Linked DNA regions of Sus scrofa: all the other regions are linked to region 4. Evidence: chromatin contacts called from public HiChIP or PLAC-seq and promoter capture Hi-C data. All regions are on one chromosome and are shown on one strand. Each heading gives the region's core, a stretch centred on a gene start, on an enhancer-like site or on the middle of the called end of the contact. The rest is flanking DNA. Distances are from core to core; before and after follow the strand shown.

Region 1 (2,700 bases), core at 126-2,625, 510 kb after region 4:
GGCTTGGTAATATCAGAAAATAATGCACAATGAAGGAATAGGACATTAAAATTACCTCAAAATTTCAATTACCTTTCTCCTTTCTGGCGTTTTAGGTTTCCTTTATAGTCATCCCAGGTGCTCTTGTCTGCAAGATCACCAGATAGAAAATCTTGAAGGTCTGGTCCATTCTGTAAAAATTCCTTTTTTTTATCTGGCAAGGAACTTATTGCTCTGACTGGACTGCATAAATATCTTCCAAATACCTACAGAAAGAGTTCATTGTGACATTTATTTAGGGGGCTTTGGAATAACTTAGTATTAAACTCGTTTAATACCTAAAAGGATGGGTAAAGCCACAGAACTGATTCAGAAATTATGTTAATCTATTTACGAGCTCAATGTAAGGAGCTCAGAATCTGAAATTAAAGATGACCCAAGGAGAACAAACCAAACCCAAAGGAGAATGGGAGCTACAGCTTTGAATTTTCTATTCCTGACTTGAGTCAAGTATGTTTAAATGAAATTTGAAATTAATCTCTCTGCTTTGGGCTTGAATAAGAATACCTGCTAAAACACGGAGGTAGTTCTCAGCTGATTTCAGAGAAGTGGAAGAAGGGAAACTAAACCTAATGTTTTAATTTTCTTGGTTATACTGTGTGTGAACAAGGAAGTCACTCATGTATTTGTTGACCATAAGAAGCCATCGGTTTCTAGATTTGAACACATACATGTACAAGACAGACAAAACACCATAAAATTCAAGAGGTAGTACTGTTAAAGCAAAAGAACCTTCAACTATTAAAAAAAAAAAAAAAAAAAAAAAAGAGTGCCTATTAGGATGCTGCACGATAGCTACTGTACTTGCCCAGGTCTCTCGCTCAAGCCTGGAGCACAGACTTGGGTTTTAATCGCCCAAAGTGGTGTCTAGTACACAGGAGACACCAACACCAAGTAGTAATTTGGAGTTTCATTGCAGCGCTTCTATAGTGCTCCAATAAATACAAGAGTACAAATCATTGCATTGATAGCAGGAAAAAAGGTCTCAGAGCGCGGGCCACAGACTTACAAAAAAACCAGTATCAGGTCTTAACTTCATGACCATGTCAGAATTAAATGAGACGCTATACGAAAAATGTTTAGAACAGTACCTGGCTAGAAGTAAACGCCGGGTAAGCGCTGGCATTATCGGGCACTTTCAGGGATGGGAACCCCCACCCCACGCCCGCTCCCTTTTCGCCCCGCCGCTCACCCGGGGGCATACAGTGCGGACGGCGCCCCGGCAGCGTAGAGCCATCCTGCACTTTTTTTTTCTGGCAGGGAGGAACAATCACTAATTCCCGGGAAAAGAGAAGGACACACCGTCGCTCCACTTATGACAAACAACCTGAGCCAACACTGACCCGGTGGAACCTGCGCTGCTCTACGATTGGCTGCTTTAGCCTCGTGGTGTCGCGCGCTTATGACGCCATACGCAGGACCCTTACGTACTACAAAAGCGTGATGACGAAAGACGCTCTCTCTTTGCCGCATCTACTGCGAGGTAAGGTGGATTCTGTATTCGGTGGGCCTTGGGAATCTGAAGGCATCGGCTTTGGGAAAGCCAGAGGTGCGGGTGTGGCCCTCGGAAACCGTGTCTTGTTTGTCTCCCTGCGCGGCGAGCGTCATATGAGTCTGGTGGCGATGGGGTTCGAGCCTTGTATTGGGCTTTTAGGCCTACTGCCGCCCTTCAGCCTTGCCGGGATGGCGCCGACTTGATAGGACTTCCCAGAGCTGCGCTGACCGGGAGTTCGCCCGCTGGGTTTTTAATAACTGTTTAGGAGCTGCTCCTTCCAAGCCAAGGCGCAGCTGGGGCCGTTTCCGGGATTAGTCCTCTGTATCCTCCCCGAGATTTTTGCCTGCCGGTCTCTGGTAGGAGTGGAGTTCTGTGCAAGGTAGTTCGGCCCAAAACAAATCCTGTGCGACCTTCTTACCCAAGTGTTTGTGTTTCAGAATGAAGACCATTCTCAGCAATCAGACTGTCGACATTCCAGAAAATGGTAGGAGACTTGGTGCTTGCTTTTTTCATATGTTTTTACTGCGTGCGTTCTAATTTGTTTCGATGCCTCACGAGTATGTTTCTTTCATAGTCGACATCACACTAAAAGGACGCACAGTCATTGTGAAGGGCCCCAGAGGCACTCTGAGGAGGGACTTCAACCACATCAATGTAGAACTCAGTCTCCTTGGAAAGAAAAAGAAGAGGGTGAGTTTTGTTTAATCACCTCAGTTTGTTTGGAAAGTTGTAATTTAAGAATATCAAGTTGTTTTAAAAACTACAGAATTGAGCAGCAACATGGATGGAATAGAGACTCATACCAAGTGAGGTACGTTAGAGAAAGACATACCATTTGATGGATAATTTTTTCTCTGGAGTCTAACAGCACCAAAGAATTTACCTACAGAAAAGAAACTCTTGGACTTGGGGAACAGACTATTGGTTCTAGTCTGTTCTAGTCTAGGCGGAGGGAGTGGGATGGACTGGGAGTTTGGGGTTAGTAGATGCAAACATTGCATTTGGAGTGGATAAGCAATGAGATCCTGCTGTACAGCATAGGGAACTACAGTCACTTGTGATGGAACATGAAGGAGGATAATGTGAGAAAAGGAATGAATATTTATATGTATGAATGAGTGACTTTAAAGCAGAAGTTGATGGAATGTTGTAAGTCAACCATAATA
Region 2 (2,700 bases), core at 160-2,659, 450 kb after region 4:
ATTTTCTACAATCCACAACAAACTCTGCTCAATCAACATTCCAAATAGGGTATTTTAATACTCCTTTATATACTGATAACCACTTTCCTCATGACATTTTTCAAAATGGTATTTGACTTTGACTGTATATCACTTGATGTAATTTTTTTTTTTTGCCCCTGCCCGGGGCCTGTGGAAGTTCCAGGGCCAGGAATGGAACCTGGGTCACAGCAGCGACCCCAGCTGCTGCAGTGATAACGCTGCTGATTCCTTAAACCACTGTACCACAGGGAACTCTGATATAATTTCTAATTTAATGAGAGGGGGAAAAAGTCATGATTTTTAAAATTTATTTATTCTTATAATGATTTTTATTTTTTCTATTATAGTTGGTTTACAGTGTTCTGCCTTTTTTTACATTTGAGGTTTAAAATGACCTTGGAGTGGGGAAACAGGAACAGAACTGTTTTCATTAAAAGTGGGAGGCTCCATCAAGAGTTCTTTTATGGAACAGTGGGGTTAAGTACCAAGAGTTATCACTGCAGCAGCTTGGGCCACTGCTGTGGCGCAGCTTCCATCCTTGGCCAGGGAACTTACACATGCCCCAGCCGCCGCCCCATCTCCCCCCCAAAAGTGGGAGGCTCCATGCGTCAATTTTACTCTTCCTCATACGCGACATTTCTATCTTCCATGCTCTCCGCTATATATCATGCACAGACAGCTCAAATCCCGAATTGGCAGGAGTATCTGGAAAAATGTGCCTGGAGGGCGTGGCTGCCCCGCTTGTCTACCCAAGGATCAGGGCGAGGGTACGAACTGGTCCAGTCATGATCGGATTCAGCATCATCCTTCAGACATGAGGCGCCTCCTTCCCAGAAGGGGCGAGGAGGCCGTAATCTGACGAAACCCTGGGCTGCGAGCCTGGAGGGTGCGGCGGGCCTGGAGGGTGCGGCAGACCCACGAGCCTGTAAAGCGTGGAGATGGAGTAAGCCGCTGGATACGTCTGACCCGCAGGGTCTAGGGGCCCGAAAGACCAGGCCGGCCCGCTAGGCTGATGGGGAGACCGGAAAGGGGGCTGGTCCTTCCGGTCCCCTTGGGCCGCAGCCCGCCCAATACCCCCCCCAGCTCCAGAATATGGCTGACCTGGCGCGCACGCGGCACCATCTCAGTCCCGACAGTGAGCCAGGACAGGCACAATGGGAGAGAAGCGGGGGCCGGAGGGCAAGAGCTGGCCTCAGACTACCCGGGAACTAGAACCTGAGCTAGACTCTCCCGAGGCCGTAGCCCTGGAGCGCCGACCCGCCGCACACGCAGCTCCTCCCAGCGCCGCTCCCGGCAGGGGCGGCGCCGCTGAGTTGGTCCGAGGGGATTTGCCCAGGCTCGGCTGGGGGCGGGGAATGCCCCCCTCCCAGCCCCTACTAGCCACGCCCCGTCCCCCGCCCCTGGGCCCCGCAGGAAATAGGGGTGGGTCCCGGGCCTAACGTGGCGGTAGGGGGAGTAAGGATGCGGCGGAGGGCAGAGTCCGGGAGGGCCTGGCTGCCGGGGAATGAAGCCTCCGCCTTCTCCGGTGGAAGCCTTTAAATACGGGCTCCGGCTGGGCACTCGGGGTGAGGCGTCTGGCAGCCTGAGAGGGGTGTGCGGTGAACAGGGATCAGACCGAGCAGGGCGCGAGTGCTGCAGCTGCGGCTGCGCGGCCCAGAGCGAGGAGCTGTCCGAGCGGTCAAGATAGGAGCGGTCGCCGTGCTTGGTGCTTGGAAGTGGGTAAGCGCCTTTCCCGGGCTGGCCCCACCGCCCGGTGGGGATGTCCCCGGGTCGGGGAGGGGTGTGGAAGGAGCCGGCAGGGTGTGCGTGCTGTTTCCAGTCCCGAGCGTCCAGTGTCACGACCCTCGTCTCTTCTTTTGGGTTCTGGGCGGGAATCGTCTTTTGGATCTGCTGCTCTGGAGGAGGGATATCTTGGGCTTTTTATTTAAGACTCTTGAGTCTTCCAACCGCCTCTTTTTCTGCTTTCTCCTACTTTCCGACGTAAAATAAATGAGATTTCCCTGGCGCCTCTGAAAGCCAAACATCCGCCAAAAAAAAAAGCGGTCCTCTGGTTAGGGACCCCATTTTGGTCTCAGAATCCTAGTCTTTTGTTTGTGTCTATAGTCTGCTCACAGGTTAGGATGCTGCTTTCCTCATGTCACCGGCTGCCCTTCTTAAGAGAGTAAAGAGAAAAAGAACCAGAGTCCTTTCGAGGACGAAATCCTAAGACATTCATATGGGCTGCCCTGGGATCTATTGTTGGCCGCCACACCGTGTAATGGCTTTGTTTCATGTTAGGGAAGGCCTTTCTTGGGATATCAGGTTTGTGTGGGACCTTGAAAAACTGTGTACCTCTTTATATATAGGAAAATAACTGAGTAAGGTCAAGAATTCTGGTATGTAGAAAAGAGGGATTCACTAGTAGTGAACTTTTCAGAGATATACAGAGGAGTAGCTGTTCATTGACTGCTCTCAAAGACACAGTGACTCTTTGAGATTCTTCAAATCCCCTAAGAAATGGGCAACAGTAGTCTGGTCTGTTCCTTGGGAGGTGCAGGGGGCAGTTCTGGAAATGAAAGAGCTTACTGTCTGCTCTGAGATGTGTTTGTCAGTGCCTAGCATCTAGTAAGGTAAGTGGTCGAGAACCCTGATTGAAAGGATGTCTTCATGGAGTTCCCGTCGTGGCGCAGTGGTTAACGA
Region 3 (2,700 bases), core at 12-2,511, 320 kb after region 4:
AATTACACTGATTCATAATTGAGTCAAATTACTAAATTACTAAAACATTTAAAACATATTAATAAATGTGGCCAACACTAGAGTGTTCTACAGGACTCAAGAGGAGCTTGAGACAAAAAAACTTTTTAATCCTTTCAGATAGATGTTGGGATAAGGAGATATAACAATGTATTTATTAATCTGCTGAAATGTCATGTTTAATAAGGAGATATAACAATGTATTAATCTGCTGAAACCTCATGTTTTTTTTAATAGCACTGTTTTTCAATAGTAAGAATCAAGTTAACTATGAGGGACATCATAATGAAGTTTCATGGCACAACACAGCAGTGTCACAGAGGCAATGTCTTAAAACAGACTCTGATCTGTAACTTGTAAACATTTTAAAATAAGCTACTCATACACTCCATTATATGTCCTAATCCCAGCTATAAATATTTAAATGTCTTTAACACACCAAACAACCTGCCTTTACCTAGTCAAAAAGCTTTAGGTGCCTACAAAAAAGAGGCCTAGGATTTGGGGGTAAGTGGAAATGAGATAATTCTCTAACATGGAATTAATTTCCTATCTCAAGTGGCAATGCCCTTATCCCCCACTTAAACAATATAGACAGTACCCCATTATGTCTTGCTCTCTCTTCCAACACCCAACTAAAAGGGAGTAACTCTGAACGGCCTTCTTTCATCAATACCTAGGAACTCTCATCGCTCCTTCCCTAAGGAAAGGACAGCGGCGGCCAGATCGGCTACAACCCAGAATACCCTTAAAAGTGAGGGCCTTTGAGCAGCGCAGCTCTCGGGATCCAGTTACCACCTTTCCCCTTCCCCCAACCTACTTCCCGGGTTTTCTCAGGCTCGGCCTGCTCACTCCCCACCCTACAACCACACTTCCAGCTGTTGCCACTATCTAGGGGCTCTTTCAAGAGCTCACACCCCGCGTCTAAGCGCCCCCTTCTCCATCTGCCCCCCCCAATCTGATTCCTCTCCAGATCACCCGCCCGCGAGACCGTCCATCCCAGGGCCCTGGAAGGGGAGGGGAAGGCGGCGGAAGGAGGGGGAGACTGCTGCTTCCCCACAGGCAGAAGGGCGGCCGCAAAGAGGGCCACTCGGGCGTTACTAGGGATATTGGGGACGCCAGTGGAAGGACCCTCCCGCCATGGGCTGAGGTGGGGGACGTTCGGGAGTTCATTTCTGACCTCCTCGCTCTTCAGCACCTCCTTGAACTCCCGCTTGATTCGCTGCACCGCGATGTTGGCCATGTCTCCGCCCGCAGCTGATTCGTACCCGCCTCCTCCGCCACCGCTACGACCACCGCCACCGCCGCCACCTCTTCCTCCACCGCCTCCTCCCTCGGCGATTCACACCAGAGCACACGAACGCTGCCACTGCCACTCCGGCCGCCGCGCTCTCCTCAGTGTGGAATCACCTCCGCGCCCGGCCACCAAAATGGCGCCAGGTCCGCGCCTGCGCACGACGCTGACCTGACCGGGCGGCGCAGCCGCTCCCGTTGTAGCCCCATACGCCTCAGCTGCGAACCCGCGCCGCGCCGCCCCGCGCCGCGCGTCTCTGCCCGAGCTGCGGCCGCGTGGCTCCGCCCTGCCGGCGTCTGAGGCCTGGAGGGTGCGGCTTCCGCGCTGGTCAGCGCTGCCCCGGCCTCCTCGGTCCTCTCAGGCGTCTCTGCCCCTCTTCGAACCAGGTGTATGGTCCAGGCTTCCAGACCGTGGCCTGTAACCGAAGGTTCGAGTCCAGCCTGACGGGTTCACGCGGCTCCACTCGGTTTGGAGCGCCGCCCTGACTCAGCCAGACCCAGAACCCACAGGCTTAGTGTGCCTGCCTGTGTTTAGTGTCTGAAAACACTGTCCTGGAATTCAGTCTGGCCTATTTTTTCTTGGTGTAGGCCCGGCAAATGCACTGAGGTTCATTTTTGTTATGAAGCTCTTACGGTGCTGCTATTACTACGATCATTCCAGGATCTTAACAGGTACAACAAATTATAAAGTTAAGTATGGGTCTCATCAATTTTATTTGAGACCAGTACTCCATGGAATTTAGAAGCCAGGTGTTGATCTTTGACCTGCTTAGGTAATTAATACCAAGCCCTGGAACTAAAACCATAGTTTTGGAACTCGAATGTACATTAGGATCCCTGAATAACTTGTTAAAAAATAAAAAGAAAACGGATTGCTGGGCCCCATTCCTAGAGTATAGGGTGGGCCTAATAATTTGCATTTGTAACAAGTTCCCAGATGCAGCTGCTCCTGCCGCTGCTTCTGGAGCCACACAGTGGGAACCACTGAACATGTGAAAATAGTTTATATATTAAAGTGAAAAATGGAGTAGTAGATGTTTCTTGGGCGAGAAGGGCAGCTTTACTTACTTAAACCTAGGATCTACAACTGTGCCTGGTGCCTATTAAGGCCCTTAATAAATATTGAATGAATAAATGAGTAACGATAAGACTAAAATGTTTTAAATGGAAAGTAAATTTGAAAGCGGTTGCTAAAGTTTCCAATAAGTAATATGGTTGTGGATTTGGGGGGGTTTTGAGTGTTTTTTTCTTTTGGCCGAGCCTGCGGCATTTGTAAGTTCCTGGACCAGAGATCGAACCCTCGACATAACTGTGACCCAAGCCGCTGCAGTGACAAGGCCAGACCCTTAACCCACTGCAGCACAAAGGAACTCCTAGGTAATATGGTTT
Region 4 (2,700 bases), core at 197-2,696:
TGTGTCAAGGGCCTGGAGGCCCGCCAGGGACTAGGAGGCAGGGGAGGCGACCGCGGCCCCCGCCTTCGCCCGACCTCGGGCAGCACGCCAGGGCCCGCCTCTCGCCGACGCCTCACTCCCCTTCCGTCCGGGCGGCCGGGCCCGCGGGCCGGACTGGAGGCGGCCCGAGCCGGCCTCCCACGTTCGGGGACTGAGGTTTCGGTCGCAGCGCCGCCCGCTGCTGCCTCAGGCCCTCCGCTCCGGTTCGGGGACCCCGGGATCCTTTCCCTCCCGGACCCTCTCCCCGGCCCTGCCTCCCACCCGCTGCCTTTACCTGCTCCAGGAGCGGGCGGAGGGCGTCGAGGCCGGGGCCGCGTCGTCGAGTGTGCGACGCGGCGCCGCGGGTCCGCAGCCCTTTCCCGCCGCCGCCACTGCGCTCTCCGGCGCGGTGCAGGGCTGGCGAGCAGCGACGGCCGCGGGGGGGAGACGCGCGGCGAGTGCCGGGCGGGGAGACACTGCCGCTCTTCGTCCGGTCGGGGAAGAGCAGCCTCACAGCAGCCAGCCGCGAGGGGGCGGGTGGGCGGCCGAATGGGGAGGGGTCTCGGGGAACAGGGAATGGCTGCCACGTCGCCCAGGTGGATCGCCGCCCTCCGCCTCCCCCACCCCCGCTGGCTCCCCGCCGCGACCTCTGGTGCGTCCCCGAGGTCTGCTTGGGCGTCTCGGCCGGCCCGGGCGACCCCTGCCCGCCGGCGCTCCCGCCTTTCCCGCTCCCTAGCGAGCGAGTCCTGGCCTGGCCGGTTCTGCCGCATCGGACCGGTCTTCCCGCCACCCCGCACCTCCGCCAAGAAAGCTCGCCCGAAAGCCTGACGTCTTTTCCCCCTTCCCTTGTCCTGGGGTCACATGGAGGAGCAAGCCCTTTTCAATGGGTCGGAGTTTCGGGAAGGCGGGAGCCGTTTTGAGCTGGTGAACGTAGCACTAAGGGGCCCGAAATTTCTGCGGAAATAAGTGGCGCGGTCGACCACAGCCGTTTCTAAACCTCGCCACTCTCTCAAGCCCCAAAGGCAAAACAGCAACACAAGGTCGTACTCGCTGGTCTAGGCGGGGGAGGAAATGAGAGCGGGGCGGGCCCGCCTGCGCGCGGGTCCCGGCAGCAAGTTGGGAGGGACCGCGGGACGAACCAGGCGGCCTCGGCGTGGCCTAACCGGACTGTTGAGTCGGGAGGTGCAAGGCCACGGCGACTGTAGGCGCGCGAACCCCGCCCCCGCGCGCGCCGCGCTGCCCACCGAAGGTTTCCGGGAGCGCGGCCCGCTGCCCCTCTGCGCGCTCGGGCGGCAGCCTCGGAGCCGAGAGACAAAGGGGTCGGCTGCGGCCCGGACCAGCACTGCCCGGCCCCCGCTGGCGCTGCCAACGCGCGGTCTGAACACGCTGGCAGAAGCACAAAACGAGTGCATGTTTGCAACGTAGAACCGCAGGCGCTGGCCTTTGCCCTGCTTAGAGCTTCAGTTTTCAGGTGCCAAAAAAAGCAAAGATGTTTTCCTCCCTTTTACGATCGCTGTGTTATTAGACCGTGCCCCAAGTCTGCTCCTTTTTTTCTTCCTCCTAAACCCTGCTTTCCTGGGTTTGTTTCTTCTCTGTTCTGACGTGAAATGTTCAGTGTTTTCAGGTACACGAATTTTTCACCCTTGCTTACTGGTGGTGGTGATTACGCTTATTCGTTTTTTCCTCCCTCGGTTCCCTCCCTTTGCAATTACTTTTTATTCCACCATCAGTGTTTTTTCGTAGAGAAAAGAATAAGCCCCTGACAGAGTAATCCTTTGCATCGAAGAATCTCTGTTCATGTTGCTATGGTAATCGCTTTAAACAGAGTGTAAATTTGGGGAAATGCAAGTGAATTTTTATCTTCATATAAGTCCAATTGGAACACCGACTCACGAAAACATTGTAGTGGTTTTTTTCAGAAATCAGAAATATTTAATAGGAAAGGTAACTTTTCTAATGAAACCAACCATACAACTTTTTGTATTTTTAAAAGTCCCTTGAGCCCCTGTTAAGAAATTACAACACAGACATCTCTATTAATACTTTCAGTAACTTGGAAACAGCAAAAATTTTAACAAAGTACTCAGAATCTCAAGATTTAAGTAGCTATTGCTGAGAACCTAACATTATCTCTGCCTTTGAACAACCATTAAAAGTGACTAATAAAGTGATATATGCCACTTTAGGAATGAAAGAACCCTAGTAATTATAAACTTCAAACAAATCTAGCAAGTTAATATTGAGTTTGTTCATATGAAATGTGTTCACCATAATAATAAAAACTGGCAATTAAATTGTTGATTTTTCCATTAATCACATCTTAGGTCTGAACAATAAGAAGAAAATATTCTTAACATTGGAAATATATTTCAAGCCAGCAAGATATAAACCAGGCTGAATATTTAAAGGGAAAAAAAATGTTTGCTTACTATGCCAATAAAAGAAAAACATCTGAAAGTTTTGAAAGTTAGACTCAAATGAAGAACAAAGCAATCTTTACTCAGCATTCACAGGGCCAGCCTTCCTTTGTGAATATTTACAAAGATTTCCTTCTTCCTTATTGGTTTAAATTCTAAGCCAATAGGAAAAGAACACATCTTTTAAAGAATGAGACATAGGCATTAGGTTAAAACACTGGATAAATGGATTGTTTATCAGGCTCATTCTCATTTGAGTTCATGT
Region 5 (2,700 bases), core at 105-2,604, 480 kb before region 4:
CTGCAAAATGGGGATAAAGTACTTCATAGGATGGAATTGTAAGATCAGATAAGATGAGGTGGATGAAAGTGCTCAGCAAAGTACAAAGAGCCTCATTCATGTAAAAGGACCATGTTTTCCTTCTTTAAGGGAGATGTTAAGGGAGTTCCCTGGTGGCTCAGTGGATTAAGGATCTGGCGTTGTCACCATTGTGTCTCTTATTGTGGCTGCTATAGAACGGCTTAGATCCCTGGCCTGGGAACTTCCACATGCCATGGGTGTGGAAAAAACAAACAAACAAAAAATAAAAAAAGAGTGAAGTGGAGTTCCCCGTCGTGGCTCAGTGGTTAACGAATCTGACTAGGAACCATGAGGTTGCAGGTTCGATCCCTGGCCTTGCTCAGTGGGTTAAGGATCTGGTGTTGCCGTGAGCTGTGGTGTAGGTCACAGACATGGCTCGGATCCCAAGTTGCTGTGGCTGTGGTATAGGCTGGCAGCTACAGCTCGGATTAGACCCCTAGCCTGGGAACCTTCATATGCTGTGGGTGCAGCCCTAGAAAAGGCAAAAAGACAAAAAAATAATGAAATAAAAAATAAAAAAAAGAGAGAAGTCAAGTGGAGGAAAAAGGGTGTCAGGATTGATCACATCTTAGTTTTCAATAATCACTTTTGTTTATTTATGAGGAGTTTAAAAATGACTTCCCCCTATTTCACTGGCAATGACCAGTATTTGTCCAGCACTGGCTTTTAACCAAATAGAGTAAGTGACCCTCCCAGATTCAGACAGCAAATTAAGTGCCTAAATCCAATTTAGAATGAAGCACACATCCATGGTTGATTGCTAGGTCCCCAGTTCCTTTCTGTTACTAAACTTCATGGAATGTACAGGTTGATTTATCTTCATGTATCTTGTCAATATGGCAACTTTCAAGTGAGATGAAAATGAGTTGCGCGGTATTTTACAGGAACTTTTTTCCCCATTGCATTCTAGATGGTCCACAATGAGTGTAAACTGTAAAAATCTCATGATTAGAAAATTCCAAAAAAGGACGCTGGAAGAGATTAAAAAAAAAGAAAAAACCTGGCTCACAGGTTTACAGCTAGTGAGTGGCAGTGTTGGATCAAGAACCCACTTTTCTGATCACACCCTCTCCTCTTGAGAAAGAAAGCCACAGTGCAAACAAATAATAAAATAATAATGACGGCTAACACAATGTGCCAGGCACCATTCTAAGCTTTTTGTATTAACTCATTTAACTAGCCAAAAAAAAAAAAAACAAAAAAAAAACCAAAACTTTTTTTATGACTATGCCCAGCGAGAAGCAGCACTTTTTTTTTTTTTTCCTTCCCCTCTGTTGAATGACATTGCAACCCGAAATCACAACTCCGTTTTAGGTTCCTGGTGGTGCCTGCTTCCTCTTCTAGTTTGTTTAGTCACAGAATTCGATTCCTGTTGGCCGATTACGCGCCTACAAACAGGCTTAGCGCTCTATTGAAATGCGTGAGGCTCCTTAACTCTTGTATAAACAGGTAATGCGGAGGGGTGGGGCACAGATTGCGGATTTCTTGGGGTTGGGGATAGGGTGGGGGTTAGAGCCAACTCCCCCGAGATCAGGCAAGGTTAAAGGAGGGCTTGGCTGCTGTTTTTAAATGCAGTGTTTTTTTGTTCCCTTTCTAGAAACCAGCTGTAACTTTAGGTCAGAGCGCATTAAAATGAGACACTTCTGAACCAGCAGCGAGCGCCCAGGCCCCAGGCCCTGCTGCTAAGGCCCCGGCAAAGGTCAGGGCTTGGTCCGCGTGACGTTCCTCTCCTTGCTCGTTCCAGCGGTGCTCGGCCTCAGGTAAGGACACTCTGGGAGGTCCCCCTTCCACCAGGCCCGCCGCCGGGCTCACTGTGATCCTACCTGGTTAAATGGCTTCTTTACTAGGGAGAAGGACGGGGGTGGGGTGTACTGATCAGCTCGTGATTCAACAGCAGGTTCCTTATTCCTCAAACGTGGTTCTGCTTGGTTTCCCTCAACGCCCCAAAGGGGGCCAGACGTCTGATTCCGACAGATGTCCGCAGGTGGAGCAGGTGCCACTTTTGGGGCTATTTCTGGCACTCTGAAATGGATGTGACTTTTTGAGCGCCGAGAGGAGTCTGTTTGGTGAAGTACCCAAATCTCTCCCAATCGAGGCAGTTTTTTTTTTTTTTTTTTTTTTAACCTTCAGCAAAGGTATCTGCGCTCCTAAAACAACAGGAATGTTGCACTGGCCTTCAGCCAGCGGAGGCTCAGCGAGCAGGATAAAATTTCAGTGCAGATTTACGGGAAGTTGCCGGTGTTGGGAGTAAAAATCTGGTTTGGTGAGTTTAAGGGAAGGGAGTAGACGAGAGACAACCTTGCTACTGTGAGGCGAATGGCCTCGGCTGGGGGAGGGCAGCGGGCGGAGGGAGGAGGGAACCGGGAAGAGCTCGAGACGCGACTCTGAGCGCTCCCCGCGCGCCGCGCCGGACGCAGCAGGACTCCCGGGCCGCCCGTCTACCCGGGGTGCAGAGCCGGTGCCGCTCGGCCAGGGGGTCGCCGCGCTTTCAAGTTCTCGATCCCGCCTGGAATCTAGCCCCAGAGAACTGCCTTGGGTTATCGCTCCCGCTTCCCTTTGGAATGTGCAGTTTGGGACAGTGAGAAGCCGGGGCTCGGGAGTTGTCCTCCCAGAGCTTCCATCTGCAGGTTTCCAAGGTTA

What was found. Promoter capture Hi-C pulls out the DNA fragments that hold promoters and counts their contacts. HiChIP or PLAC-seq counts read pairs in DNA pulled down with a chosen protein or histone mark.
Region 1: an H3K27ac HiChIP or PLAC-seq map of alveolar macrophages shows a contact between it and region 4. The contact joins the promoter of LIAS here to the promoter of LOC110262080 in region 4. A contact is called at or near these places in 2 of 5 promoter capture datasets (fetal liver and liver) and 2 of 2 datasets of contacts at active chromatin or transcription factors (alveolar macrophages and skeletal muscle).
Region 2: a contact with region 4 is called in an H3K27ac HiChIP or PLAC-seq map of skeletal muscle. The contact joins the promoter of UGDH here to the promoter of LOC110262080 in region 4. A contact is called at or near these places in 1 of 5 promoter capture datasets (liver), 3 of 47 Hi-C or Micro-C datasets (epiblast stem cells, heart right ventricle and liver) and 2 of 2 datasets of contacts at active chromatin or transcription factors (alveolar macrophages and skeletal muscle).
Region 3: a promoter capture Hi-C map of liver shows a contact between it and region 4, with 3 times the contacts expected there. The contact joins the promoter of UBE2K here to the promoter of LOC110262080 in region 4. A contact is called at or near these places in 2 of 5 promoter capture datasets (fetal skeletal muscle and liver), 5 of 47 Hi-C or Micro-C datasets (embryonic fibroblasts, fetal heart ventricle, heart right ventricle and 2 more) and 2 of 2 datasets of contacts at active chromatin or transcription factors (alveolar macrophages and skeletal muscle).
Region 5: an H3K27ac HiChIP or PLAC-seq map of alveolar macrophages shows a contact between it and region 4. The contact joins the promoter of RBM47 here to the promoter of LOC110262080 in region 4. A contact is called at or near these places in 1 of 5 promoter capture datasets (liver) and 1 of 2 datasets of contacts at active chromatin or transcription factors (alveolar macrophages).

What each region holds. Positions count from the first base shown.
Region 1 is chr8:30,697,989-30,700,688 of Sscrofa11.1, reverse strand. It overlaps LIAS (lipoic acid synthetase), which reads right to left and starts at 1,375. Exons shown (of 11, transcript NM_001243462.1): 1 at 1,232-1,375; 2 at 73-245. The coding sequence starts at 1,276. RPL9 (ribosomal protein L9) reads left to right here and starts at 1,500. Exons shown (of 8, transcript NM_001243481.1): 1 at 1,500-1,522; 2 at 1,972-2,018; 3 at 2,109-2,224. The coding sequence starts at 1,973.
Region 2 is chr8:30,758,068-30,760,767 of Sscrofa11.1, reverse strand. UGDH (UDP-glucose 6-dehydrogenase) reads left to right here and starts at 1,409. Exons shown (of 12, transcript XM_003356899.5): 1 at 1,409-1,740. LOC110262078 (a long non-coding RNA gene) reads left to right here and starts at 1,123. Exons shown (of 1, transcript XR_002346605.1): 1 at 1,123-1,635.
Region 3 is chr8:30,886,555-30,889,254 of Sscrofa11.1, reverse strand. UBE2K (ubiquitin conjugating enzyme E2 K) reads right to left here and starts at 1,261. Exons shown (of 7, transcript NM_001078671.1): 1 at 1,199-1,261. The coding sequence starts at 1,261.
Region 4 is chr8:31,205,475-31,208,174 of Sscrofa11.1, reverse strand. LOC110262080 reads right to left here and starts at 1,446. Exons shown (of 2, transcript XM_021101118.1): 1 at 314-1,446. The coding sequence starts at 788.
Region 5 is chr8:31,689,411-31,692,110 of Sscrofa11.1, reverse strand. It overlaps RBM47 (RNA-binding protein 47), which reads left to right and starts at 1,354. Exons shown (of 8, transcript XM_021101124.1): 1 at 1,354-1,509; 2 at 1,658-1,820.